3 separate regions of the Mus musculus genome follow, and all the other regions are linked to region 3. Evidence: chromatin contacts called from public Hi-C data. All regions are on one chromosome and are shown on one strand. Each heading gives the region's core, a stretch centred on a gene start, on an enhancer-like site or on the middle of the called end of the contact. The rest is flanking DNA. Distances are from core to core; before and after follow the strand shown. Region 1 overlaps Erbb4 (erb-b2 receptor tyrosine kinase 4). Region 2 holds the start of Erbb4 (erb-b2 receptor tyrosine kinase 4). Region 3 overlaps Erbb4 (erb-b2 receptor tyrosine kinase 4).

What was found. A called contact is a pair of places that touch in the nucleus more often than the background predicts.
Region 1: a Hi-C map of cerebellum shows a contact between it and region 3, with 2.0 times the contacts expected there. The contact joins two enhancer-like sites. A contact is called at or near these places in 4 of 484 Hi-C or Micro-C datasets (the AML12 cell line, cerebellar granule neurons and cerebellum).
Region 2: a Hi-C map of cerebellum shows a contact between it and region 3, with 2.0 times the contacts expected there. The contact joins the promoter of Erbb4 here to the enhancer-like site in region 3. A contact is called at or near these places in 2 of 39 promoter capture datasets (both in liver), 3 of 484 Hi-C or Micro-C datasets (cerebellar granule neurons and cerebellum) and 7 of 115 datasets of contacts at active chromatin or transcription factors (cardiomyocytes, embryonic midbrain, hepatocytes and 3 more).

What each region holds. Positions count from the first base shown.
Region 1 is chr1:68,747,787-68,750,507 of GRCm38.p6, forward strand. All of the region lies in intron 1 of Erbb4 (erb-b2 receptor tyrosine kinase 4), which reads right to left. Among named protein-coding and RNA genes, the nearest start is that of Gm51744, 210 kb to the right of the region's middle. Within about 2 kb of position 1,430, at least 7 of the 459 cell types and tissues checked have an H3K27ac peak or open chromatin away from gene starts, as enhancers often do. A contact at or near this core is called in cerebellum, where this site is marked.
Region 2 is chr1:69,106,723-69,109,422 of GRCm38.p6, forward strand. It overlaps Erbb4 (erb-b2 receptor tyrosine kinase 4), which reads right to left and starts at 1,337. Exons shown (of 27, transcript NM_010154.2): 1 at 953-1,337. The coding sequence starts at 1,034.
Region 3 is chr1:68,885,712-68,888,411 of GRCm38.p6, forward strand. The region is part of intron 1 of Erbb4 (erb-b2 receptor tyrosine kinase 4); the gene reads right to left. Among named protein-coding and RNA genes, the nearest start is that of Gm51744, 70 kb to the right of the region's middle. Within about 2 kb of position 1,275, at least 7 of the 459 cell types and tissues checked have an H3K27ac peak or open chromatin away from gene starts, as enhancers often do. A contact at or near this core is called in cerebellum and neural tube, where this site is marked.

The DNA.
Region 1 (2,721 bases), core at 180-2,679, 140 kb before region 3:
TGCATATATGGTAAGCTTCATCAGCTCGTTCAAACATATCATTGAATACGGCCAAATCTGTTACCTCGGCTACTGTGGTCATTTGACCCAAGCTGCGTCTCTCTCTGTTCTGCACTTAGACTGCAGCCTAACTGATATCTAGAGTTTCTCTATGATTCTAAAATTCATCCTTCACTTCTCCATACAGGGAACAATATACTCTTTAAAATAAACTATCCTCGTCATCTTTCTACTAAAACAAAATTCTTGTTCTCTAATCACAGACCTTCTTAACATGGTCTCAAAGAATTTTACACCTTATTTCATAATAAAAGACTTTCAAAACATTTGCACATGAGAGAGAGGGGGGAGAGGGGGGAGAGGAGAGGAGAGGGAAGGGGAGGGAAGGGGAGGGGAGGGGAGGGGAGAGGGAGAGGGAGAGGGAGAGGGAGAGAGACTTATTTACTGAGCTATGCATGCAGGTTTTTTTTTAATATTTCCCTCTGTCTCTGTCTCTCTGTCTCTCTGTCTCTGTCTCTGTCTCTCTGTCTCTCTCTGTCTCTCTGTCTGTCTGTCTCTCTCTCTCTCTCTCTCTCTCTCTCTCTGTGTGTGTGTGTGTGTGTGTGTGTGTGTGTGTGTGTGTGCTTGTGAGTGAATGTACACTCATGTGTGCATGTGTATTACACATATATCAAGGTATCCTGGGAGGCCAGAAGATGGTGTTGTATCCCCAAAGCTGGAGCTACAGGCTGATCCAGATGTGAAGGCTGGAATCCTAACTTTGCTCTTCATAATCAAATGATCTCAATAAGCATTGAGGTATTGCTCCAACCTCTGGGTGATGCGTCTTTAATCTTCTAGCCTAACCGAGTTTTCCTAACACAAATGTTAATCTTTCTAATGTGTCTGTTGGCCATTTTATGTTTCAATCACTAGCTTTGTAACATTTAATGAATTAGAGATGAGTTTAAATGTATGATATGAAACATCAACTATTAATAATAGGGTTGCACATACTGATGTTAACACACTTTAGTTGTCTTCCTGACTTCAAATATATTTGTCCATTTACATTTTACAAAATTTTATATTTTAAAGATAGAAAAGCTAATAGTGATGATTCAATTATTGGAAATAATATTTGTCACCTATATCAGTTTAAATAGTAATATTAACTTCCCATCATCTCTTCAGAGTTCATCCTTGATCCTTTCCTTATGGCTGCCCTCCTCTAAAACACAGACCTAATTTACATTGTAGTATTGTGTTTTCTGTGCAAGTGCTAGGCTCTTAACTTTAATGTAGGTACTGGACTTGACAAGCAATTAAAGCAAACAATTTCCACTCATCAAGGCTTGCCAAATTAGTCATCTGCCATCTGCCCCATCATCTGGTGCTCCTTGAAGTCTTGCTGTGAATCTGGATGCACTTTCTCAGAATCAGAGGGGCAGTGCAAGCCTCCAAGCTGGGGGAGTGCCAGTGGGAGCTAAGTATGTAAACATTAGCAAACATCTTTCTTCCCTAGATCATCCAGCCTTCAACCATCCCCCTGTGTGTAATAAAAACTAGCCTGATCGTGCTGCCTCTTCACTGAGAGACCTTTGCCATCCACTGTAATTAAAGTGGCAGCTTGGGAGACTTTTTGTTCTGTTAGAAATAAATGAAAGAAATATAGATTTAATGTTTTTAATATGTTGCTATGCTCACATTCTAAGGCTTCTATCTTAAGCATCAATAACAACATTCATTAAGAATACACTGTACCATGTCGCTTGCATTAGTGTCAGGCAATATTTCCTTTTCATTCTTTGAATTAGATAAATGTTTATTTGCATAGCAACTCATACGCAGGTTCTAAAGATATTCAGACTCAACACTGACAGGAAACACAAGAAAAAGCAAGAGAAAAACATGCAACTTAAAAATATTTCTTTTATTTTTTGATATTATAGTATGGTTACAACTTCTCCTCTTTCATCTTCCTCCCTCAAATGCTCCTGTGTACCTTGCTTTTTATTTCAAATTCATGTTCTCTTCTTACATTGTTGTTGAAAATGTATATATGCATATATGTCTGTACATGTATATACATTATTTATATACACCTATAAAATATATACATGTATATGTAGATAAATATATGTATGTATATGTGTATGTATGTATATGTGTATATATATGTGTGTATATATATATATATATATATATAACCTGCTCAGTCTATATCATTATATAGATATGATATAGTTATGGAGATCTCTATCATTACTTGTATGCATGTTTTCAGGACTGACAATTTGGTGTTGAAGAATCCATTTGTGTGCTCCTAAACATATTAATTAAAAAACCCATGCCCCTCTTTCTGTAAGAAACTAAAACAGGATTGTATACGTTTAAAAGGTGGCTTTCTACAAGTCAGTAATATACCATGTTGCTAGATGAAATAATCCCAAGCCGAGATACAGGCTCCAGCCAACACATTGTGGCTGTATTTTGTGCCCATTCTAGTTCTGGATCCATTTGCAGAGGATGAACTTGCCTAATTAAAAGTAGAAATCTTAGTTTACCCAAAGTCAAGGCCATCCATCTAAGATGCATGCATATGAGGCAAGGTTGCTTATTCTGGGTGATGTGGTCGTAAGTAAGTAACACCTCTTCCAATCAGTACAAACACTGACAGTGAAGTGAACTCAGCAGACGAGGGGGGACTCCATGGCGTTTTGCCTAAGAACATTTACTGTA
Region 2 (2,700 bases), core at 87-2,586, 220 kb after region 3:
GTTTAGGCCAACCCCAAGTTGCACTACTGGAAGAACTCTTCCCAGAGCCAAGTCCAGCATGGGGAGGGAAGGCCGAGCTCTGGACTCAGTATGCCAGGCTCTTTTAGAGAGAGAGAGAGAGAGAGAGAGAGAGAGAGAGAGAGAGAGAGAGAGAGAGAGAGAGAGAGAGAGAGAGAGAGAGAGAGAGAGATCATGCTGGCTGAAGAGTCGCACGCCCAACACACACACACACACACACCCTCTTTCTCGCCCCAAGTCAATCTCAAGACAGCCTAGAGATGCCAACTAAGAAGGCCCAGAGTCCCTGGCCCCCGGCCGAGGCGCGCACCCGGTGCGCTCCAGCTGCCCGGATAGGGCTGGGCGTCCGGTGTGACCCCGCAGGCTACTGGAGACTCGGGCCAGGGACCCTGCGCCAGCATGCTCAGGTGCCAAGCCCGGCTCCCCGGCCGCGCTCCGCCGCAGCCCTGCACCCCGGGGAAGGCCAGCCAGGCTCAGCTCAGGAACCTCCTGGCAGCCCGAAGAGGTGCAGCGATTCTCCGGTTTGGTTTGATTCCCCCCCCCCCCCTTCCCAGCTCGAGAAGGAGGGAACCTCCACTGACGGGCTCAGGTCTCCCACGCCCCGAACAACGGGCGCCACCAGAAGCGATCCCGCTTAGGCTCCCAGAAAACGCGCGAGAAAGAAAGAAGGGGGCTAAAGAGAGGGCGAGAGGGGGGACAATAATATAGAGGGTGGCAGGAAAGCGAAGTCATTTGTAGCATCAATTAAAAACACACGCACGCACACACAAAGGTAAGTTTGGGATGGAGCTAGGGGCGACCCAAGGCAGAAGCCCGGTCCCTAGGGTCCCTGGAGCCTAAGGGTGACAGAGGGGCGAGGGAGAAGGGAAACACCGGAGGCAGTGGCGGGTTCAACAGCTGGAGCGCGACCGGGAACCGCGAGACCGCGACCCACCTGACTGAGAAGCGCTGGGCTGGACGGTCCCCGCTGCCATCAGAAGGCTCCCCCAGACCCAGAGTCCCGTCGCCAGCTTCATTTTTGGCAAGTCTCAGATCCCGCGCTGACAATTACATGTCCAAATACCATAGCCACTTGCGAGCACGCGGAGGAGATCTCCCCCCCTCAGCCGGGAGCGCGTGGGGGGCGCAAGGGGGGCGGGCGCGGCGCGCTTGGTGCACGGGCTTCCCGGGGCCGGAGAGCCAGTCGGCGACGGCGGCGGCTTCCAGGACCCGTGGACCCGCGGACCCGGCAAGGGGCCGCGGAGGAGGGCGCGCGGGTGGGAGTGAGCGCGACTGTGCGGCTGGTGCTCCGAGCACAACGTACAGCTAGTTCCCGGAGTGATCCTCCGCTCGCTCGTTCCCTCCTCACTTTCTCGCTCGCTCGCTCGCTCTCCTCACTGGTTGGTCAACAATAAAAAGAAAGAGGGAATAAAGGCTTCCAAAAAAAGTTGATTGCAAAGAGGCGGCGGGGTTCCGGCCTCTCCCCCCAAAACCGGGCTATGTTCAGCTCTCTCTTCAGTCTCCTTGCACCTCCTGTCCAAATCTGGAGGGAAAAGGAGGGGGTGTTGCTTCTTTGCTTCTCCCCGATCCTGTCCCCCTTTTTTTCCACTGTCAGCTTTCCTCACACTTGTCCAGCCATTGCAGTAATTAAAGCTCCGAACGTCATTTCCAACGCTCCGCGGTCTCCAGCCGCAGCCCCACAGAGAAATTAATAAGAGTCAGAAGAAAGATTTTTGAAAAAGAAAAGAAAAGAAAAGAAAGAAAAAAAAGAGGGGAGTGGGGGGTGGGAATCAAACAACCCTCCACACAACCAGCCAGGCTTTCCTCCGCTGCGCAAGCCCCGCCCCTGCTCTGACCCATGTAGCCACGCCCTCCCCCTAAGGAGAAATCTTATTGGCTCAGACACTCCCCAAAATCCTCTGCCTCTAGAGTTGGAAAAACACCTGTCAGACAGTGGGAGCAGCAGGGTCATGGTAGGAGCTTGGGGAAGCAGGATCTGAGAAGCTCAGTGGAGACCACTGTCTGAAACGCTCCCCTTGGGGCTGCCCCGGCAGAGGCCCTGGACAGCTGGCCCGCTGAGTAGTCAGTCCACCAGAAGGAATGCTTGCTGAACGAATTTTTTGACACAAGAACAGGGCATTTTCTTTATTGCTCCAAGGTGTCAGTCCATACACAGAACCTTCCCTAGAAATAGAAAGTCAACGTTGCTTTGGGAATAAAATATCTTTGTCCCTCGCCATCACCCAGAATATTCCATACTTAGCATACTTAGTACTTTAGAATGGATATTGTAGGTAGCTGGTAGCCTCGCAGGTAAGATGAAATCTTCCAATAGTTTTTTTTTTCCAAATAAGCCATCTCTCCCACCTTCCCAAGATGACATTGGGCCAAACTTAAAAATCCATATTTGTGAAACCACATTCTTTGATTCTGAAATTATGCAAACTCTCTCGTCTGTGCTGTTCGGTCTGAAGGTGTTTAGGAGGTGAGATCTTAGCTGACCTTCGAGCCGTTAGGGCCACGCCATAGCAGGGCCAGCTTGAGGCCCTGCACTTGCCCTCTTTGCAGGGTGTGTGCTTCCAAGGTCATCAACCGCTGTACGACTAAGTTTCTCTAAGTCTAAAATGCCCTGGAAGGGATTACTGTAGTCTGAGAGGCCACAGGTCTAAAACTGCTCTATGCTGGGGCCAGAACCTGTAGTGA
Region 3 (2,700 bases), core at 25-2,524:
CATATTAAAAGCCCCCATTGTATATCTTTTAACATAGGTATTAATAATTCAATAGTTCTAAATCATTTTCCAAAACCTTATGTAAATTTTGGGAGGTAAATTTTACATTAACATATATATTAAAAAGACATATTTTCAGTTAATAGTAAAACCATTTGAGTGGAGGAAATGTATTTTATACAATGTCTATGCATGACATTGAAATGTAGTACACATGTGGGTATATACGTTTACAGAGTGAAGAATCTGACCCAAATCCTAAAAGGTATTTTTCCTCATTAGTTCTTCTAGAAACTATGAACTAACTGTATTCTGAAAACAGAAAGTTATTCTTCTTCTACAGAAATAAGTATGTTAATGAATAAATATGGAAAGGACAACATCTATTGTTATGGTACTGCAAAACTAGAATAAACCAAATAAAAGGAAAAGTACATTTCCAATGGGATCATGAGTATTCCATTTTTACTTTATTGCAAATATACAAATATGAAGCTAATACAAGGTTTATTACCCAATTTAATCCAGGAGAAAAACTGAGCATTGGATATAATATGCATAGCATGCTATAGATCATTGATTCATATACTTAGAACAGAAACTTTTGCAGGGAGAAAACCATATGTATATTAACAGTGAAGAGTCTGGCTTCCATTCTTATCCCACAAATCTAATAAAAATTCAAAGAATATTTTTTTTAAATAAATAGTGTTTTACTTTGTTTTCCCATCCTATTTCCTTTAATATTATTCATTATCTTAAAAGACAAAATTGGAGTAATGTCATTCAAATTGCATATACAAATTCCTCTTCCATCTACAGACTACAACCGCTCCTAACTATCATCAATTACTCTAGCAAATGTTGTATGACTTTTGAAATTTGTCAAAATTAGCTCTTTCCATTACTGCCTGGATTCTATCAAAACTGTACTTAGAGTATTAAGAACTTCCTAATATACATTTTAAATTTAAAAGTATTTAATTGGACCTAGGCTTTTAGATAGTCTTTGTAAGATTAATAAATGAATTGAAACATGAGAACTGGAGACAGTAATTACAGCCAACCTTTAAAACCCCATATATAAAAAGTTTAGTTCTCTGCGTTCTGTAAACTGTTTTTAGTCATGTCAGGAAAGCAAATGACTGTAGGGGACTGGAGAGAGTGTCAAATTTTGGATACATGAATCTCATTCAGAATCACTTCCATATGTCCTGAGGGCAAAGCTGAGCTTGAAGCCCTTGCCATGTTACCTCCTGATCTGGGTCATACGTGGCAATATTAGCTGCATGGCTCTGCGATGAGGCAACATGGGGAGAACCAGCTGGCCAAGGCTAATGCACCATCTGGGCTGAAAAAAAATATTGCCAATTCCATTGGCAGAGCAGAAAGTAGGAGTTTGTAATCGAGCTATAAATCACAAGCAGGCTTTGCAAGTTGTCAATTAAAAGTCTGATATATTGATGTCTTCAATGCATGGGTGGCTTTTTTTGCTTTTTAAATATAGCTATTGACATAATAAAGCCCTTAAAAGATCAATACTGTAATAAAACATTACAAGCAGTACCAAGCACCTATAACAGCAAACTATAACATTAAGAAATTAACATAAAATCACAGTAATAATAAACTAATAATAAAAATAGTAAAATTTTGAAGGGAAAAATATTATCTGATTGCACAGTGGTAGCAGAATTCCTAGAACCTAAATTACATGAATGTTGCCTTTAAAACCTAAAACAAAAAAATAATTTTGTGAATCACTTTGTCCTGAACGAAAAGTTACAAATCTATGTGGACATAGTTGTAAATGAACACTCAGACACATGCCACAAATACAACCTTACTCATTCACACAAACATACACACATAAATACATACAACACATGCATACACACACACGCACACACACACACACACACATACACACAATCTTCATATTCAAACCCCTTAACCTTGAAGTAACTACTTCTGGCTCCTCCTCCTCAATTTAAGCTTTCCTCCATGGCTTCAACACTACCAGAATACAGTAGGACATGATAGCCTTTAGCATGATAATTACTTAGCAAAAAAGATAATTCTTGTCATACCAGGAATTGTTCATTCAATGCCTGGTAATTTCTTTTGAAGTTAAAATTTTCTGAAAACCTTATTTAGTGAAACATAACTTTAGAGTCTAAAGTCAACTTATCTGTTTATTTTAATGAATAACTAGATTAAAACATAGGACCTCTGCTAAGTAAAAATGCAAATATCTCTAGAAATGAATACTGTTATATAAGAAAGGCAATATAACATCCATTTATGATTATAAAATAAATATGTTTATTCTTTTAATAATATAGAATGTAAGATATAAAAGTATATTTTGTCAGAATTAAGACTAAACTATAATTGGAATTGATTTATTATTTCTATACTGATCCAAAATGACATTTTAAAATATTAATGAAAACTTTAAAATAAAAACATCAATTATGGAGTGAGTAACATATCTTAAAGCAAAAGTAATTATAATTAATTGGATCATAAATGCTAGACAAGTAAAAGACTCAAGCACTTTAGAGAGAAATAACAGACGTGAAGTGAACATATCATTTCATTTCAAAAATGATAAATACAAATTGAAGAAGAAATATTGGAAGACTATAAATATTGTATTACTTACTAGATATTACACTGATCTTGAATTCACAGCAC